Regions from separate parts of the Hordeum vulgare genome. Here region 1 is linked to region 2. A link is a contact called in public HiChIP or PLAC-seq data. All regions are on one chromosome and are shown on one strand. The core of a region is the stretch at or near the end of the contact, and the rest is flanking DNA. Distances in the headings are between cores, read along the strand shown.

What was found. HiChIP or PLAC-seq counts read pairs in DNA pulled down with a chosen protein or histone mark.
Region 1: a contact with region 2 is called in an H3K4me3 HiChIP or PLAC-seq map of embryo, with 5 times the contacts expected there. The contact joins the promoter of LOC123440522 here to the promoter of LOC123440520 in region 2. A contact is called at or near these places in 1 of 6 Hi-C or Micro-C datasets (leaf) and 1 of 1 datasets of contacts at active chromatin or transcription factors (embryo).

What each region holds. Positions count from the first base shown.
Region 1 is chr3H:545,583,596-545,588,529 of MorexV3_pseudomolecules_assembly, reverse strand. LOC123440522 (transcription factor DIVARICATA-like) reads right to left here and starts at 1,481. Exons shown (of 2, transcript XM_045117087.1): 1 at 788-1,481; 2 at 1-703. The coding sequence starts at 1,227. The coding sequence ends at 256.
Region 2 is chr3H:545,244,793-545,249,346 of MorexV3_pseudomolecules_assembly, reverse strand. LOC123440520 (protein ENHANCED PSEUDOMONAS SUSCEPTIBILITY 1-like) reads left to right here and starts at 1,254. Exons shown (of 1, transcript XM_045117086.1): 1 at 1,254-3,092. The coding sequence starts at 1,345. The coding sequence ends at 2,823.

The DNA.
Region 1 (4,934 bases), core at 232-2,731, 340 kb before region 2:
ACTGGGCGGCACGTCGATGGGTTCTTGAGGTTTCTTTCTCCATGGACGCAGACCTGCACGCTCCGCACCGCCGTGTCGCTCTCACATGTTTTCGCTTGGGTGCCATCATCTGGGTGTCGGTCGATCGAGACACAAGCACGCCGGCTCTGCAACCAGACTGCTCTCGAGGCAAGCACGGCCGTGGATGCGATGATGGTGATGGGTGCCGCCGCTGTTTTGTCCTCCGGGCGGGATTCGCCGCGGCGAGAGGGGACGTCACAGCTGTCCGCATTGCATCTGCAGGAGGAGCGAGTCGTCGATGTCGAGGACTGTGCCGCCGTCCATGAACGAGCTCTGGTGCTCGAGCTTCACGTTGCCGTAGGGATGGCCGCCGCCGAGCGTCCCCACTGGCAGCGTCGGCGGCATGAAGGCGTGCCGTTGCCCTTGCCCGCCGAACGACGGCGAGGGCTTCGTGTCGGCGGTGGTGACCGCGGACGGCGGGGACCCCGAGGGGCTGTTGCGGTCGTCCTCGTCGGGCACGTTGACGGTGGTGATGTCGTGGATGCTGGACCGGCGCTTGTTGTCCTTGCCGCCGGAGGTGAGCCGGATGAAGTACTTCTGCGCGTGGCTGGCCACCTGCGTCGGCGTGCGGCTCGTCACGTAGTTGCGCGAGATGTTCCTCCAGTCCCCTCGCCCGTACTTCTTCAGCCCCTTCAAGAACAGCCTGCACGCACGCAGCGCATGAACACGATCAAATTTCCACCGCCAACAATCGGAGCACAAGAAGATCGCGAAGATGGCGGCTTACCGGTGCTCCTCCTCCGTCCACGGGACGCCCTTCTTGCGCTCCTGGTCGGCGCGCCCGCGCTTGAGGCAGTAGCCGCGCCGGAACCCGCCGGCGCCGGCGCTGCCGCCGTCCCAGTCCAGAGTGAACCCGGACGAAGGGGACGAGCTGTCGTAGTGAGGGAACGGGACCAGCCCGGCCTCGATGAACCCGACGTCGTTCTCGAGGGCCCTGTAGTGGTTCACCACGTCGGCCACCGTCTTCCTGGGCAGCATCAGCGCGACCATCTCCCACCCGTCCGGCGCGTCCAGGTCGATCGCCGCGAGCGCCTCCTCGAACACCTTGTTCTCCTCCAGCGTCCAAGCGCCGCCTCCGCGACGCTCCTGCTGCACGGCCCAGCACGGCTGCCCGGCGAAGTAGGGCGCCGGCGGCGGCAGCACGTTCATCCACGCCTCCGCCATCATGTCGGCTCTAGTGCTCCTACCTGAGCGGCTGGGCTTAGGACGGCGAGCAATGGAGGAAGGCAGGAAAGTGGCGAAGGAGGGAGGTGGAAGGAGGCGTGCCTATATAGGGGAGGACCGGGGGAGTATCAAATTCCGGGCGGCTGCAAAAAGTGGCCGGAGTTTATTCCGCCTCCACCGTTGGAGGCCTTGAGAAGATGAGCAAAAAGAAAGTGGATGCTTGTGATTGGGCCTTGGTGGAGTTTGTGGTCTCTCAACGAGGCAAGCACAAGAGGTAAAGAAACAAGGAGGGAATGCTAACTAATGGTAACAAGATTCAGTTTTGGTGAATATATGTCTTGCTTTTTCAGACATGTATGAATTATTTCAACCCAAGGAATCGATCGTGACGAATCAATCCTTGGTTGAATGGTTAGAGTACCCGTGCTATCCCAGCCTTTTAGGTTTTGAGTCCTCGTGCTCACATTATTTTTGAACTTACTTCAGAATTTTCGATAATATATTTTTAGTGAAAAAAGACGCTCGACAAGTCTTTGAAAGGTGTTAAAAAAATAAGATGTATGTGCGTACGTTCATAGAGGTGAATGTATACACATTTATATCAATGCTTGCGTTTATACCGTATTCATAAAAGAAGGAAGAATCGATCGTGTCTCGTAACCAAAATGTGCAGGTGTATAGATTATGGCCCATGTTACATGTATGAATTATTTCAGATTTTTACGAACATGTTTTTGCGAGACCTTTTACAGACTATGGGAGTGCAATATAGTGTTATTGTGCCTGTCATGATGCAAAGTAAAAAAAAGGGAGCTCGTGCATCACATGGCATATATGGTTAGCGCATCTCCAGCGTCGGCACTTAAAATAGACACATTATTTGTCTGTGGGTTGGTTCAGATTTATTTGTGGACACGGATACATGAGTCATTATCCAATCCTGATCTATAAACCTTTGTTTCGCTTTTTAAAAAACTGCAACACTTAAAATAACAACATATCACATCTTCAAGGAGTGAAAAATATTCAAATGCGCCATTAGTTCAAATGTAAATATAAATCTAACTAAGTTCTGAAATCAAATAGTTGAAACTTGAATTTAACTAGTACATATGTTCTAGTTGTCTACTTTAAGTGCCCACATATGCTTTGTTATATCTTGCTTAAGTTGTTCATGAGTTGCTCGATGTAGAGTTTATTGATATATTCGAACAAGCTCCTCAAATCTTGTTAGATTCTGATGCGAAAATTGGATAGAATCATCCATGTTCTCAAAATTCCAGACCTCCCGCAACATCTTCATCCTCATCCTCCACGATCATATTGTGCATTATCACACAACGTGTCATCCCCTCCTGCGAGGTCATTGGATCTCATATTTTTGCAGGTCACCGAAACTGAAAATGGGCTTGAAGCACTCCAAATGACCTCTCCACATGCTTTCTAACTCTTTGTCTCTGGGCAAATTGACCTCTTTTTTGATCAACTAGCTCAGAGATGGTCTTACAAAAGTCGCCCACGGCGTCAATCAAATAGTAATTCATGTTGTAGTCATCTCCATTAACAGTATAGTTGCACAGAAAAGCTTGTCCTTTAGTCGGCCTATTAAACAATAAAGACTATTGCAACACGTTGATGTCGCTATGAGACTCAAGCATGCCAAATCCAAAGGTCCTATGATGCAACTACTTCAAGAATGATGGTAGAGCATATAGTTAGTTTTTTCCATCTCCAGTACATGCAATCAAGAGATCCGAGCATACATGGTCACCATCTTGGTTCTGAGAGTACATGAGCCTTTCGACGTCGGCGACAATTGGTTCTCTCAATTACCGAGGTCCAAACACCTCGACCTTCGCAGTAGCAAATCTGACTATGGCTTCTGTGCATGTGCGCTCGGGAGCCCGGAGGTACTAGTTGCACGAATATGCGACTGTGCACAATGTTGTCATGCACTTTTGACAACCAGATAATCCAATTCTTCCTATGACACCCCTCTTCAAGATAAATTAGTCATCATAGGTCCAATCACCATTGTAGAGGCGGTCAAACACATTTTCGGCATCCGAAAGTGTCGACGAAATTGTCCGCGAATAGGGCATCGACAGCAAAGTAGTCGTCGATCAACGTCAAATGGCTAGTGCCCCACTCCGATTTAGCACTCGATGACCCTTGATTGATCCCTTCAAATTGAGAACATGCTTTTCCCCATGCTTTGTGTCTGCAAGGACTGTTTGCATCATCGTCGTTTCATCCTCGTACTCCTCCTCATCGTACGAATCGTTGGATGTCTCAATGTAGTTATTGTAAAGTACTCCATGTCTGAATCCATAGATTCAAAAGACGGGAGAAAAATGTCAAAAAATTAGGACGACATTTCATCGAACACTTATCAGGTGTGGTCACCCCAACGGACGAATTCGCATGGCGTACAAACGAGAGGTGTAACAACGGTGTAGGCAAAGGAGCATGATGACCCGGTGGAACGGTGAAGATCGCAAAGATCTAGAAGGGTTTGGCGGGCGACCGGGTTGGTACAACGTCATCATTGGTCAAAGAGAAAGATATGCATAGCAAAGGGAAGGGAAGGAGATGCAAGCTCCGTGCGTGATTTTGGGTGATTCAAGGGGTGTGTGACTCCTACCCGACGGAGATTCAGGATCTCAAAAATTCATCCGGTTTGTTTTTGATTTGCGGGAAAACCGACTCACACACATGTCCACAAAAAACTGGATGGTAAACTGACAGCTCGGTGTGAACATTTAGGACAATTTGAGGGGCCGCTTCAAACATGTCATTAACTATCCCAAATCGAATATGTCAAACAGAAAGCTCAAGTAAAACTTGGTGCAAAGTGGCAGACACACTAGTGGCGTATATGCGTGTTTGGTGGCGTACATGTGCGCCAGGGCTTCTACCTGTCGCGTAATTGCATAGTAAAAAAGAATCAATGGAGCAGCTTTCTCCAGTGTATTTGTATGTAGAAATCCGCTCGCACGGTTATTGTGGATGAGCCATTTTAAATGTCCATAAAATTATATATCAACGATGAAGCTGTGTCGAGTTTGAATGAAAAAATGATCTGTTGTTTTTTCTCCGATGGTTGTTGAGGTGGTGTCGAAGATAGGTGGCGGTTTTTGATGTCAAACTTAAAGATATTTTGCTATCCTTTCAATTTTATCATGTCGGTTTTTACGTGATTTGTATTTTATTTTTTATGATATGAATGAGACATATATTACCATATAAAAAAACATGCGCGTAGATATATCAGTCCTGTTTTATTGCATTTCTGAATTGCCATTTGTTGCTATATACTTTTACATTCTGGTTTCGTTTTGTACTATAATCCTGGTCCTGGAGCTTTCCTCTTTCCTTTTGGCAAAGCAAATTTCGCGAAAAAAGAAAGAAGGAACGAAAGCAAGCATGTTTTGCATTTGTTTTACGTTCCTGGTCCTCGCACTTTGTTGCTGATTTATTTTTTCTAGATAGTTTAAGAGGGGTCGCATGTCGCATCCAACCTTTGCCGACAAAAATGTAATGCATAATTATGTGAACGTGGGCCAAAGTTCTTTAAAGGATTCATCAAAAACAAAGAGACTAGTGAGTTTTTCTAATTGTTTTACATTTTCTCTGTAGGGTCCAGACGCACGCACGAGAATACCAGCGCAAGTTCACTGAACTTGGCACATGGAGCTCTAGAAAAATGG
Region 2 (4,554 bases), core at 5-2,504:
CCTAGGGATTAGATTGATCCCTTCTTGTCATCAATCCCTGCATACCAATCCCCTCCCTTTAAGCTCTCGTTTGGTTGACCCAGGAGCAGCAATGGAGAGGAGCAGCTGTAGCGACTCAAGGGGCAGAAAGGATCAGCCACAAGACGTTCCTCGTGTGGATCTGTTCCACGCATCAGAGGCGATTATGCTGAGCCCCGTGGATGAAAGGAGATCGACATGGTTTGGGCCGGGAAGTTCCCCGCTGTGGCCCAAACCAAACACGTCAACTATGATCCACAGGGAACAGTTCCTCGTCAGAATAAACCATGTGGATTGGGTTGTGATCCATGTCAATCCATGTGAATTGTATCCTAACCAAACAAGGCCTAAAGGGGGTTGGGGATTGTATAAGTTCATACATCACCCACGCGTAACGCTACATCGACGAAAGATTATAGACGTTTTACAGGATGGTATTGATTTGTCACGTTGTGATTAGATTAAAGGGAGAGGGAGGGCCCCCACCGGATGAAAATCAGGAGCTGAAAAGGTTATTAGGAAAGGGTCCGTAAAGGTCCATACGTTTAGCATTTTTTATCGCCCTTCCCCTCTCTCATTTAAAAAAAAAAACTCCTCCCATCCCTAGTTTTGTTCACCATTTCTTCTTGAAAACCGCTTTAATTTCCCCACCATTTATTGACTTACCAATGTTTTTGGTAGATTAATGCTTACCAAATAAGAGTTTATCATCAAATAAAATCCTTGAATTTCGGCAGATAAATCACGTGCAATATTGTTGTTTGGCAACCATTTATTTACGCAATGACAATAATAAAGGCAGGTAAATCATGAGCAAAGCAGCTATAGTAGAATATTTATACGGCGTTGCAAACAATTATTCTAATTATTACTACCTGGAACAACCCCCAAAGAGTTGGAATATTTTATAGCACAACCAACAAATTGGCTAACGCTGATACACAATCCTAATCACCATCCTCGCTTATTTTAAGAAACGGAACCTTTCCTTTTCTTTTTTTGGGGGCTGAGCCCTTCACAAGTCACAAGTACTACCTCAACACACATACAGATAGGAGTATGTGTTTGATCCTTTATCTGACTTGTGTATGCATCTGTGCATCAGACAACCACCAAACCTGCCCAGAGAATATCCAAAACAGTGTTATTACTGGTAGAGAAGGTAGTGATGCGATGAGCGCTCAGGTGCATGCATCCAGCACCCCCTTGGTGTCCTATATAAACCGCCCCAGCTTGCTCACTGTCCAGCACAAGGCAGCACTGCCCAAACCACCTCCTTGGCCTCTACTGCGCAACGCGCCATTAGCAACCGATCAGCTAGCACCCATGGCTCAGATGCTCTCCGCCATGACTATGATGGACACCGTCCCCACCGCCCCCGCCATTATGCCCAACCAGGCCATCTGCCTGGACGCGCCCATGTCGGGCTCGGGCATCACCGTCGTGTCGAGGCAGGCCGTGCTCCCTGACGGCCCGCCGTCGGCGATCGGGGACCTCACGCTCTCCGTCTCTGACCTGCCCATGCTGTCGTGCCACTACATCCAGAAGGGCCTCTTCTTCCCCGCCCCCGACGTCCCCATGGCCTCCCTCGTCTCGCTGCTCGTGTCGTCGCTCTCCCGCGCGCTCGCCATCTTCCCGGCCCTCGCCGGCCGCTTCGTCACCCTCCCCGACGACCGCATCGTCATCCGCTGCAACGACGCCGGCGTCGACTTCCATCACGCCGTGGCGCCAGCCCTGTCGCTCAACGACTTCCTCCTGCCCAACGCCGACGTCCCGACCAGGCTGACCAAGGACCTGTTCCCCATGGACCGCACCGTGAGCTACGAGGGCCACCGCCGCCCTCTCACGTCGTTCCAGCTTACCGTGCTCGGCGACGGCGCCGTCTTCATCGGCGTCGTCGCCAACCACGCCGTCGTGGACGGCACTTCCTTCTGGCACTTTTATAACACCTGGGCCGCCCTTTGCCGCGGCGCGTCGCCCAAGCTGCCGGACTTCCGCCGCAACTTCTTTGGCGAGTCAACGGCCGTCCTCCGCTTTGCCGGCGGCGTGGGCCCCGCCGTGACCTTTGACGCGGATGCGCCCCTTCGCGAGAGAATCTTCCACTTCAGCAGGGACGCAATTCGCGAGCTGAAGGCGATAGCCAACCGTCGGTCCAGCGCCGGTCAAGACGCCGAGGTTTACGGCAAGATGGCGCATGACCCCAAGAACCAGGAAGCGCGCACCGAGATCTCGTCCTTCCAGTCACTGTGCGCGCAGATATGGATCTCGACGACGCGCGCGCGGAAGCAGCTCGACGCCGACGCGACGACGACGCTTCGCCTGGCGGTGAACTGCCGTCACAGGCTGCGCCCGGCGGTCTCCCCTGCCTACTTCGGCAACGCCATCCAGAGCGCGCCCACGACGGCGACGGTGGCGGAGCTGGCGTCCAACGACCTGCGGTGGGCGGCGTCCAGGCTGAACGCGAGCCTGGCGGCGTACGGCGACGAAGCGATACGCGGCGCGGCGGCCGCGTGGCAGGCGGCGCCCCGGTGCTTCCCGCTGGGCAACCCGGACGGCGCGGTGGTGACGATGGGCAGCTCCAACCGGTTCCCGATGTACGAGGGCAACGACTTCGGGTGGGGCCGCCCCCTGGCGGTGCGCAGCGGGCGCGCCAACAAGTTCGACGGCAAGATGTCGGCGTTCCCGGGCCGCTCCGGGGACGGCAGCGTGGACATCGAGGTGTGCCTCGCCCCGGACACCATGGCGGCGCTGCTCCGCGACGACGGGTTCATGCGCTACGTGTCGTGCCCGGCGCACCTGTTGTGATCGATGCCTTGCCGCGTCCGTGCGTCCGTGCGTGCGCGCGCGCGCAAGTAGGGCCGCCATGGCATGTCGTCAAGCTGCCTTCCCCGGATGTGTGCACTGTGCAGGAGGATGAATCCATTTCGGGAAGTGGTGGTGCGCGCGGGCGGACCGTGGCATGGTGCTCGTAGTGCCTGGATTGACTAGCTTAGGCAGCGACGTGCTGAAGGAGATGGATGGATTGTGGGACTGGTAACTGGAAATAAAATAAGGTTGTCAAGTGTTTGATATCAGTGTTCCTGAGTTCTCCTTGTTGATGTGCTAATGGCGTGCGGCTTTCTTTCTTGGTTACTATCAGGTAGACACATACATATGAGCTAGTCTCCTAATCAGTGTAATTTTAAACTCAATATAAGCAAATTTTGTATGGAGAAAAAATATACATTACAAATATGAAGCAAATGGCACCTTTTTATTTTCTCAATAGATGACAAACATGTATACAAAAATAATCATCCATGTGTTCATAAAAATAATCAACAAACATGTATACAACAACACATTTTAGCTGATTTCCGTTTGGGATGCAACTCAGAGAGATGTTGTCCACGCAACAAAGACATATAAAGGAAAGGTGACGACGGTCGTGCATGGCGTCTGAACGGGTTGCTTCCAAGGTGGCAGGTCATGAAGGAGGAGGGGAAGTAGAGGCGTACAAAGGAAGAAGAGAAAGCAACAATACAAAGGGGAGTAGGGGAAGTGGCGGCGCACCAACGAGGACATGGCCAACTGCCATCTACGCCGGGAAGGGGTGAGAGGAGCGGGTGGAGGGCAAAACCCTAGCTCTTTAGGGTCGTGAGGGGCTAAAAGGGTTTATGGGCCAAATAATCAAGATTTGTTTCCCCACGAGTTAGCGGGCCAACAACAACTAATTGGCCTCACAACCTATTAATCGGTCCAACTGACCATTTAATCGGTCTGACAGACCATTTAATCGCCTAGCAAGTTAACACGATGAATATATGTTATTTGATTTGGCCACCCTATGAGTAGAGATTAACTGGCTAGTTAACTGATTAATCGGATGAATTCTTGAATAATGACAATGTCTATATATGAAGTGTATATCGTATGTGCTTCGGTTGGCTCATGTTGTTGTGTTGTACTAGTGTCCCAATGACGCGATATCAGTTCAATATTGATAATTCCCCATTTATCGAAGATACGCATTGATGGAAAAGCTATAGATTAACTATTCTAACAATCATAGCACAAAGATTATTATCTACAATACTTGTGGCAGGTGAATACTGTATTACGTTGGCAATTTGATTGAAAATAGGCATAGCAACGAGTAGACATAAGGAAGACAACTAGAGCCAATAAAACTTGGTGGATAGTTCTATTTGTTTATTCATGACGTCAACTTCATAATTTATGAATAACTTGATTGTGTTCCATATTATTGAACAAATGTGCCCACGAAAAACAATCTATAGACTAAGTATTTACATGATCATAGCACAGAAAATATTGTATATAATACTTTTGTCGGGTTAATACTATATTAGGTTGACAATTTGTTTGAGAAGGATTCTTGCAACCAGTAGACATGATGGAAGGAAGCTGTCTAGAGCTAATATAACTTGGTGGATAGTTTTATTGTTTACTCTTGAAGACAACTCCATAATTTCTACATAACTTTTTTTTATTTCCCATTATTGAACATATGTGCCCATAAAAATATATATAGCC